Linked DNA regions of Anser cygnoides: region 2 is linked to region 1. Evidence: chromatin contacts called from public Hi-C data. All regions are on one chromosome and are shown on one strand. The core of a region is the stretch at or near the end of the contact, and the rest is flanking DNA. Distances in the headings are between cores, read along the strand shown. Region 1 overlaps KMT2C (lysine methyltransferase 2C). Region 2 holds the start of KMT2C (lysine methyltransferase 2C).

What was found. Hi-C and Micro-C count contacts between places; a contact is called where the count stands out from the background.
Region 2: a Hi-C map of liver shows a contact between it and region 1, with 1.8 times the contacts expected there. The contact joins the promoter of KMT2C here to the enhancer-like site in region 1. A contact is called at or near these places in 2 of 7 Hi-C or Micro-C datasets (both in liver).

Annotation. Positions count from the first base shown.
Region 1 is chr2:7,622,040-7,626,782 of Taihu_goose_T2T_genome, reverse strand. It overlaps KMT2C (lysine methyltransferase 2C), which reads left to right. Exons shown (of 61, transcript XM_066991125.1): 5 at 118-324; 6 at 3,377-3,516. Among named protein-coding and RNA genes, the nearest start is that of KMT2C, 75 kb to the left of the region's middle. Within about 2 kb of position 2,327, at least 3 of the 3 cell types and tissues checked have open chromatin away from gene starts, as enhancers often do. A contact at or near this core is called in liver, where this site is marked.
Region 2 is chr2:7,697,542-7,702,422 of Taihu_goose_T2T_genome, reverse strand. It overlaps KMT2C (lysine methyltransferase 2C), which reads left to right and starts at 2,970. Exons shown (of 61, transcript XM_066991125.1): 1 at 2,970-3,158; 2 at 3,270-3,443. The coding sequence starts at 3,271.

The DNA.
Region 1 (4,743 bases), core at 1,078-3,577:
GTGAGCTGTTGTTGCTTTTCTGTGATGGGTTAAATTGGCGTGGAAGTTGATCTGGGATGGAATATCTCTGCCGTTTCCCCCCTCCCCACAAAGCAATAATTATCTTCCCTCCCACAGCGAACAACTCTGCGCCTTTTGTTACTGTGGTGAACGAAGCTCATTAGGACAAGGAGACTTAAAACAATTCAGTCCAACTCCTGGGTATGTTATCCCATGGAAAAACCAGCCTTTAAACAAGAGCGAAGCCAGCGACAGCACCGATGGAGCTTGCGAGAAAACTCCAAGGCAAAACTCAGTGCCGCGCAAACAAAGAGGACAGAAGAAGTAAGTCAGTTTTACAGGATCTATAGTTTTATGGTTTTGATTCCTCTGCAGCTCACAAAGTATGTTTAGAGGTACTTGTACTGTTGCATTTGTGAAAATTTAATGTGGTTCATTAATATAAGTAGGCTTGTTTTGGTTTTTATTTTTTATATATTTTTTTATTTTTTTTATTTTGAAAGAATGCAAGCAGTATAGGAAATCCTGTAGGAACTGTAGAATATCCTAAGTTGGAAGGGGCCCACAAAGATCACTAGGTTGAACTCCTGATTTCACACAGAAATGGTTGCCTCTTTTTCACTTCTTAAAGATTGGTTTCTCCTTTTAAGTGAGAATCTTGAATAGAAGACTATAGAAAAGATTATTTAGAAGTTATTGTGAAAGCACAGATCTTATTGTGAATTCAAAGTATTGGGGTTGGGGGTTGGACCTGATCTCTTCCAACCCCTACAATTCTGTGTGATTCTGTGAAAGTAAATGGAAGACAGTATGCAAAAGGATAGAAGATAATGGATTTCTGAAGTGCCATTTATTTTGTACAATGGAGTAAATAGAAGCCTCTCTCCATCTCTTGGAAGCATTTTCCCCATGTCCTCCAAAACTGGTTCATGCCACTGTGACAGGAAAGTTACACACACGTAGCATGTTCAGTACCCTTTGGAAGTGGTGTTCATTAGCTTTCCTAAAACAGTGTTGTCAGTCACTGTACTAGCGGTATCCTGTGTCCTGTCAGGTAGGTGCCACCTTTCAGTATCACAGAATCGCAGCGTGGTGAGGCTGGCAGCACCTCAGGGTCCCTCGGGCCCAGCCCCTGCCCCAGCAGGGCCACCCCGCGCAGGGTGCCCAGGCCCATGGCCAGGCGGCTTTTGGAGCTCTCCAAGGAGGAGACCCCACAGCCTCTGGGCAGCCTGGGGGTCAGGGGAACCTCCTGGGCTCCAGGCTGGGCCCACTGCCTCCTGTCCTGGCACTGGGCACCACTGAGAATAGCACTGAAATACCACCAGGTATTTATAGATGTTGGTATCTCCCCCTCACCTCCAGCTGAACAGTCCCAGCTCTCAGCTCAGAGGGGAAGTGTTCCACGCCCTGAATTACCAAACTCACTAATTCTGAAAAATGGCAGGAACACAAACACAACTCCGCAGATAGGTTTTATTAAAGATACGGCGACGACGCTTCGGATGTGACTAATCAGACAAGCGGGTTGTTAGGCTGATCCCCCAGCGGGGCCGTGCTGGATGTCGGGGATTGGCTGTGGGCGCGGGGCCGCCGCCAGCCCCGAGGCCCGGCTGAGGGAAGCTGAGGGAAGTGCAGGGAAGGAAGGGAAAAGAAAAGAAGGGAAAAGAAGGGAAGGGAAGGGAGCAGCAGCGGCCCCCCTGCTTTAAGATGGAGCCACGAACGGGGTCCTGCAGCCGCTGGCAGGGCAGCTGCGGCTGTGTGGTGCATGGCTCTTTGCCACCCAGCTTCGCTCCTAGGGGTGCCAGATCTGACAGGAGCACTTTGGTGACGTATTTTCGGCTGGGTGTGCCCAACGGGACTTGTTAAGGTTCAGTACTTGGGCCCGGCTTGCTGGCGGAGGTAGTTTTGTGCTTGGTCAGGCCGACAGCATGCTGCCGTACGACTCTGTCAACATTGTAAAAGTGGGCGTTGGAGGGTGCTGGCGGGGGAAAACAGGTTCTCTTCAGCCTCACAGAGCTACCCCCTCGCCTCACACGGTTCCTCGGTGTTTGATATGCACGTCAAATAGTGCCTTAAAAAAACACAAAGTAAAAAAAAAAAAAAAAAACAGGCTGGGGCGGAGTGTGTTTCACTTCAGGATAAAACTGCAGAGTAAATGAGGATGTTTGCTGACTGGATTGGATCCTGTGAGAAATGCCGTGTCAGTTGGGGTTTAATTGTTTTTTAATTTTTTTTTTCAGTTTTGGTGTTTTGAGTGGTGGTTGAATGTTGGAACTGGCTCTGCTGAGCGTGGGGGCTGTTCAGGAGGGAGTTTTGTAGACCAGAGCGGGTTAATTCGGTGCTCTGTAAGGGGCATCGCACTGCTGATAGTGCTGGAGCTAACTGTCATGAGTCATTAGAATATCATTTAGTAATTAAAAACTTTTAAGCTCTCTCTGGCAGTACAAGAGGGTTGTTTCTCTCTCTCTCTTTTTTTTTTTCCCACAAGTTTTTTATTGATTTTTCCCTGTATATTTCTGAATGTTGTTTTTGGAGTAGAGCACACGTAGTATTTAGGAAGGCAGTGTTATCACAGGTTACAAGTCCGTTGTTTACTGTAGCTCTTGGCACCAGGTCATTTTTAGTGTCCTTTTTTAGTGGTTGTGCGCAGAAGGAGAGAAGTCAGCAGAAAGGTATTTTTATGCTGTCTCAACTATACAAACTCGGAAGAAACAATAAATGTACAACTTTGAGTTACTAATGGGAGAGAATAATGAAGTTCAAAGAACGTTAATAGAAAAAAAACACACCACCACCCTCTTTCCTGCTAACCAGTGAAGCATTGAATGAGGTCAGATCTCTTGAGTAAGTAAGCTTAATGCAGATCCTCAGATGTCCAAGATAAATTTTTGCCTGCAGGAAATAAAGCAGGAGGAATCACCACTTCCTTCTGTTAGTTGACTAATCTGAGTGTTATTACCTGTTTTCTGTTAAGATTAGAATTTGGGGAACAAATTAATACAGTTAGAAATGAGATACGCCCATGTCAGCACAAGGTAGTAACCTTTATATCACTGGATTTCTGAATCCCCCCGCATTCCTTCCTGCTGTCCCTACCCCTCCCCTTTTTTCTTACTTATCCGCTGCAACCGAGGTTGATGCTCCCCACCTTTAGCACCCTCTTGGCTTCCTTCTCCATCTTGTCTTCCCCAGAGTAACAGACTGCTCGCTGTTACTTAATTCTCCAATTCTCAGATTTTTGGTCATGTTGATTATATTTTAATATGTTTGGAAAACTTTGTTCTACCTGAGTTTTGTATCATTTACAAGTATCTAGCTAATCGAATGAATTATGTGGTCACTTCTGAGGTGTTTTTTTTTCTTCTTCCTGATACAGATCTCGATCGAGTATAGCATCATGTACAAGTGTAAGCACCCAAACTGCTTCCGACGATCAGGTTGTCAAATTCTGGGATGAACTCAGTTTAGTTGGCTTACCAGATGACATTGATGTTCAAGCCTTATTTGAGCCAACAGGTAAGATATGTTGCTCTTCTTCATTGTTTCGCATACACCAGTAGCTGCAGTGACAATGAGTGAAGTTATTCAGCTGTTCATTTTCTGTGCTCTGGTGTTTGTAAAGTATTTGATTGTGCTTTCTTAGCTTTTACCAGTGTTTTGTGATGTTTCTGTACAGTACTGGACAGAATCTTAGCAGGTCGTGGACGATGTTTTGTTTCCAACCTAAAGGATTCTATGACTATATGAGGAAATAGTTGTAATCTGCTACTGAACTGTTGTTGTTCAGGTAGTAACATCTCAGTATCACAGCTGTATTTTGTGGAAAAAAAGAGGAAAAGAAATGAGACACAGCTTAATACAATTTTTAAAGTCCCAATCTTGTAGCCTCACCTAACTTCATGCTGCTCTTATGGATTATCTGAAATAATGGAAGGAAAGATTTAAAAGAGCAGGTATTGATAAAACAATAGAGATATAACACACTTGCACACTTCTCTGTAAGAAAACTGTCTGGTTTGTATGCTTTTATGCTTTTGTTTTAACGTAGCTTCTCTTTTTATTCAATTATGAATGACTTTTTCAGAAAGCGTCTGTGTCCACATTCTTTTGATGCCAGTAGTCCACTCACATATTTTGACTCAAAAATGGAAATACATTTCTGTTTAAACCTGTGCAGTAATATAAATGTTATTCTTTCATGAGTGTGAAAATTGATTTCAAAGTCTAATTTAAAACAACAACTTTTGTTTTAAATAGTTATACTATAGTGTGTGGGGATGGGGGAGTGATCAATATAAATTATTTTGTCATTATTATTTGTAGAGGACTCTTCCCAGGCTATTGCAGAATTTTTGAGGGAGTTTTTTTGTGGCTGAATTATTAAGTTGGCCAACTGCAGTATCTAATTTCAGCAGCTAATGTACAGCATTGTTTCAAATCTAGGAAAAAGCTGTCACAGAATTCCTTTGGAAGTATTCATCATTTACACTGTCTTTTCCCACGGCTGAATTAGAAACTTCTTTTTAAGATATATCCATTGATTTCTGCAAATTCTGTTTTTAAGCAGATACTCATTTATCAATAATGTGTTTGTACTTAAATCTGTATTACGCATCTGTTGCATTGATGCAGTTTTCTTATGTGGTTCTTCTGTTCATGCTATGTTTTTACCTTTTAAAAATTTTATGTAGAACTCTAAAGCGTCATTTGAGCATGTTCTACATAAACATACGGATCTGTGTG
Region 2 (4,881 bases), core at 1,721-4,220, 75 kb before region 1:
AAGTCTCTTTCAGTCCTTCACACCTTTGATTGCCACAGCAATGGCAGCAGCAGTTTACAGAGCAGACCTGCCCAGCTTTGTTCTGACATGTAACGAGATAATGCACGTCCCTGTGACTAATGGGCATAAGTCCCTTCACACGCTCTTGTCCTAGACCACGCTAAACCAAAGCTAGCTCCAGGATTTTGTATTGTGATAAGTACGTATAAACATAGTTATTATAGGAAACAATGGAGAAAAAAAAAAAGTTAAACAGTGCTAACCACATATCTGCTTTTGAAAAAAATAATAAGAAAAAAATCCCCAAACGTCAACTACTTACAGCGGGCCTAAAGAAACTAAACAATATTTAAATGGCAGGACTGGATGAACCATGCACGTACAAGCGAATCTATTGGTTTCACTGAACGTATCCCTGCCGTGGGCTGTGACAGTTATTCCTCATACACCTAGCAGTTGAGCTGAGCCCACAGCATGCTCACGTGTCTAAGCTCAAATCAATTTGCACATGCATAGTAGCTCTGACACATCCTAGACTCACCCAAGCTGTTGCGCATGTGCAGTGGATCCGCACTCGCACAGTCATTATTTCAGGAGATGGCCATTTTTTTTAGCAGGCCAGATGGCAACCTGGCAACTCCAGCAAATGCCACGCCGGTGATCCGGCTGCGTGGAGGCTGTGGCCTTTCGCTTCCCTCTCCCTGCCCTTCCCTTCCACCCAAGTCTGGGCCTGTGCAGGATGAAATGTTTTCAGTTAATTTACGTTCGCTTGCCTGACTTAACAAAATTCGATGTATTAGACAACGTGTAAACATCTAAGTTCCGCTATCTGAAGTCGTACGAGCAGTACACCTCTGTGGTCATGTAGGGACACTGTAATACAAACATTTAGCTTAGAATGTATTCTTTAATTTGGCAGAAATTGGTACATTTTCAGCAGTCGGGCCAAGGAAGTCACGCCAATAATCCAGCGGTTGTCTTGGCATGGCTGAGAAATTGAGTGGCTTTATATAATCATGTATACGTACGTATGTGTTTGTACAGAGATGGAGATAAATGTATCACCTTTATCTCCACAGATAGACAAGAAAATATCACGAAGATCTTATTTAATTACCTAGGGAATGAACCAAGGAAGGCTTTTTGTTATGAAATAGTTCCCAGGAAAACAGGCCAGCAAAAGCTGCGTTTGCCACAGCACGTCATTTTTAATTTGGTACTTCTGAAGCTGACAAGTGAAAATTTTGGTGAGGAGGAACAGCGTTAGGGTCCGGACCGATCTGTGTTTATTTTTACATCCCCAAACTGTGCTCGCCCTTCCGTGTGCTACCTCAGGCCAGCTTTTGACCACCTGGACCTCACGCAGCGCACAAACCCCTGCGTGACAAAGGGCCGAAACGTCCCGAGTGGGGCTCTCGGAGCTTTTCTTGTATTTACACCAAGCCTGGCCGCTATCGCTGCCCACGGCGTGTGTGGGAGCCCGGAGAACTTGTGCAACACGCCTTCGGGCGAGGCGGGAGCCCCCCACGGGCTCACCTCCTGGCCGGGAGGAGCACCGGGCTGAGGGAGGGAAGGCGAGAAGGAAGGAGGGAGGGAAGCGGGGAAGGAGGGAGGGAAGGGGGCCGGCCCCGGCTGAGGGGCCCCGCGGCGCTGCCCGGCTGAGGGAGGGCGGCGGGGGCCGCCTCAGGGGCTCGCTCCCTCAGGGCGGCGCCCCTCAGCCGGGCCCGCAGCGCTGCCAGGCCCCGGGCGGCGAGCCCCTGGGCGCGGCGCTGCCCCGCTCGCCCCCGTCTCCGCTCGGAGCGAGTCCCCCCGGGCCCCCGGGGCCGCGTGAAGTGCCGTGTAAGGGACGGCCGAACCCCGCCTTCGCCTCGCCGCGGCGCAGCCGGGCGGGCAGGCAGCCAGCGAGGCCCCTGCCCGGGGGAGGGCCCCGAGCGGCCGCAGCTGTTCCAGCAGGAGTTGCTGGAAGGCGGCCACGCTCCGCAGACTTTGTCTCCCCCGCACGCAGCGCTGAACTCTGCTCCCCCCCTTCCCTTCCCTTCCCTTCCCTTCCCTTCCCTTCCCTTCCCTTCCCCACCGGGCTGTGCGTGTGTGGGGTTCCCCGGGGGGGGGGGGTTGTGGTGGCACCGCGTGCCGCGCTGTGTTGTAAAATAACTTAAAAACCCCCAAGGGCTGGGAGGCGACGGGGCGCCCCCGTCCCGAGCCGTGCCCGCTCCGCGCTTTCCCCGCAGCCCGCCCGTGAGGTCAGCGGCGGCGGCGGGGTGGCGGCGCCCGGGGCCGGGCGGGCCGGGCCGGGCAGGCGCAGTGTGGGGCCGCAGCAGGGCGGCTGCCGCGTCGATGTGTCGGGGGGGAAGGGAAGGGAAAAGGGAGGCGGAGGGGAAGGGGGGGGGGGGGGGGGTGACGGGGCAGCGCCGGGATCCCTTCTCCTCCCCGCGGGGAAGGGAGGGAGGGGAGAGCGCTCTCCTCCCCCTTTTTCACCCTTCCTCCTCCCCTTCTTTTCCCCCAAAAGTTAAACTTCCTGCTCCCGGCCCGGCTGGGAAGGGGACGCGGAGCCCGGCCGGACTCGGCACACACACACACACACACACACACACACACACACACCAGCTGGAGCTGTCAAAACTTCCACCACCACCACCACCGCCGCCGCCTGCTCCCGCTCCTCCTCCGCCCCCGGGGGCTGTGCGCGGGGGGAGGGCGCAGGGCCGCCCCACAATGAAGCGGCGGCCGCCGCAGCCGGGCAGCGCAGGAGCCGCCGCCGCCGCCAGCTCCCGGGGCCTCTGAGAGGGGGGGAGCCCAGCGGCGGGGATCAGCCGCCACCGCCTCTCGTTCGCTCTCCGCCTTTTTATTCCCCCCCCCCCCCCCCCCCCCCCCCTCCTCCGGGCCCCGACGGAGCCCGCCGAGCCGGGGAGGGGGTGTTATTGTGTGCGAGACCCTTCCTTCCTCCGCGCTCTTTCTCTTCGCACCCCCCCCCCCCCCCCCCGCCCGCCTCTCCCCGCTCCCTCCCTCCCTTCTCGCCCTCCCTTCCCCTCCTCCTCCTCCTCCTCCTCCTCCTCCTGCTGCTGCTGCTGCTGCTCTCCCCCATGCTGCTCCCCCTGCTACCTGTGCTGGTCGGCGGCGGCTGAGGCCAGCGATGCGAGGCGGAGGTGGAGGAGGCGGAGGTGAGGAGGAGAGGAGCCGCGGGAGCAGGAGGAGCATCGGGATCCCCATCACCATCCTCATCTTCATCCCCATCATCATCATCCATGTGTCTCTCTCGTCCTGCTGACTAGGATGTCAACGGAGGACAAGAGTCTGGTGGTGGCGGTGGTGGAGCCGCCTCAGCAGCAGCAACCCCCCGAGCCTGGAGCTCCCCCCCCAGCAGCAGCAGCAGCAGCCACAGACAAAAGACCTAGGGGCCGGCCTCGCAAAGATGGCGCTTCCCCTTTCCAGAGAGCCAGAAAGAAGTAAGTTCAGCGTGTGTGTGTGTGCGAGGCAGAGAGGGGCAGGGGGCAGGCGGCCAGGCGCAGGCAGAGCTGTCAGCAGAGACTCGCTGCTCGTCGCCCCCTCCCTCCTGCCCAATGCCATTTTGAGAAGGGCCCTTCTTTCTTCTCCTCCTCTCCCCTTTGCACTTTCCCCTCCTCCTCCTCCTCCTTTTTCACCTTTGTCTTCCTCCGCCCGTTTTCCCTTTTCACTTTTCTTCTACCGTCCCTATTTTCTTTCCCTCTTTCTTCGGAGTTTCCAGCTCTTCCCCCTTCTTCCTCCTTTCCCCCTTCCTTTGCACCTTCCCCCTTCCTCCTTTTCGGGCTCCCTTCTCCTCCAGGACTCTCCTTCCTTCAGCGTCGCCTGGATATCGGATATAATATCCCCTGCTCTCCACGGCAGCCCCTCGTCGCCTTCCAATTCTTTCCCCTTTTTGAGGAAAAAAAAAAAAAAGATGGTTCTGGCCCTAAGTGGCAGGCGATGGACCCCCCCCCCGGCACACACACACACACACAAAGTTGGGGCAGGACTTTGAGGCGCCCAGAGGCTGAGGGCGCCGCTCGGGGAGCTGTCAAGCGGCTGCCCTCGCGTAGAGGGGACAGCGGCGAAGCAGGGCAGACCCGGGGGGGAACACAACGAGACTTTAGGGGGGGCTGCCTGCCCCTTTGCTGTGACAGCCTGCCCTTAATCGAGGGGACTTTCGGGGTGCTATGGCGCACGTTAGCCCCGCAGCGGCCGCCCCACAACGGCCGCCGCCGAGCGCCTCCGCTCCTCAGGGGGGCCCCGCGCTCCCCTCAGCCCCCGGCGGCTCCGAGCAAACTTGGGGGGGTTGGGGAGGGCTCGGAGACGGGGTTTTGGGGAGCCGGGGGTTGGGGAAGCGGGGTTTAGGGAAGCGGGGGAGGGTGCTGGGCCGCTGCTACGTGCTTGGTGCCGAGGGAAGGCCGGGCGGCAGGCTCCCTGAGGAGCCGCTCGGGGACCGGCCGAGCTGGCCCCGGCAGAGCCCAGGGCAGCAGTAACAGGACAAAGCCGGACGGGGACGTTCGGCCAAGGAACGGGGTTGGGAGCCACGCAGAAAAGTCAGTCCGTGGGGGACAGTCCGGGGGAGCCTCGGGGATTTAGAGCTGGCTTCCCTTTGTGTTCAAGGGCCGCTCTGGCCGGGTGCGTTGAGCCAGGTGAGCACCTCGCCCCGCGCTCAGCGCCCGCCCCAGGCCTCCCTCGCTGAATTTCACCCCGAATTTCCAAAACGCTAGGGAGGGAGCCTGCTGTGCAGGAAACACGCACCAGAGACGGTATTTTCCTCTGCAATAATTTGTTTTTACAGCTCCGTGTGGCGTAAATACTCCAGGACAGACCCGTCCGTAGGTTGGGTTGTATGGCGTTTTCCGTGTCGATGAAAGTTGCGCTTGAAAGATTCGAGCGTTC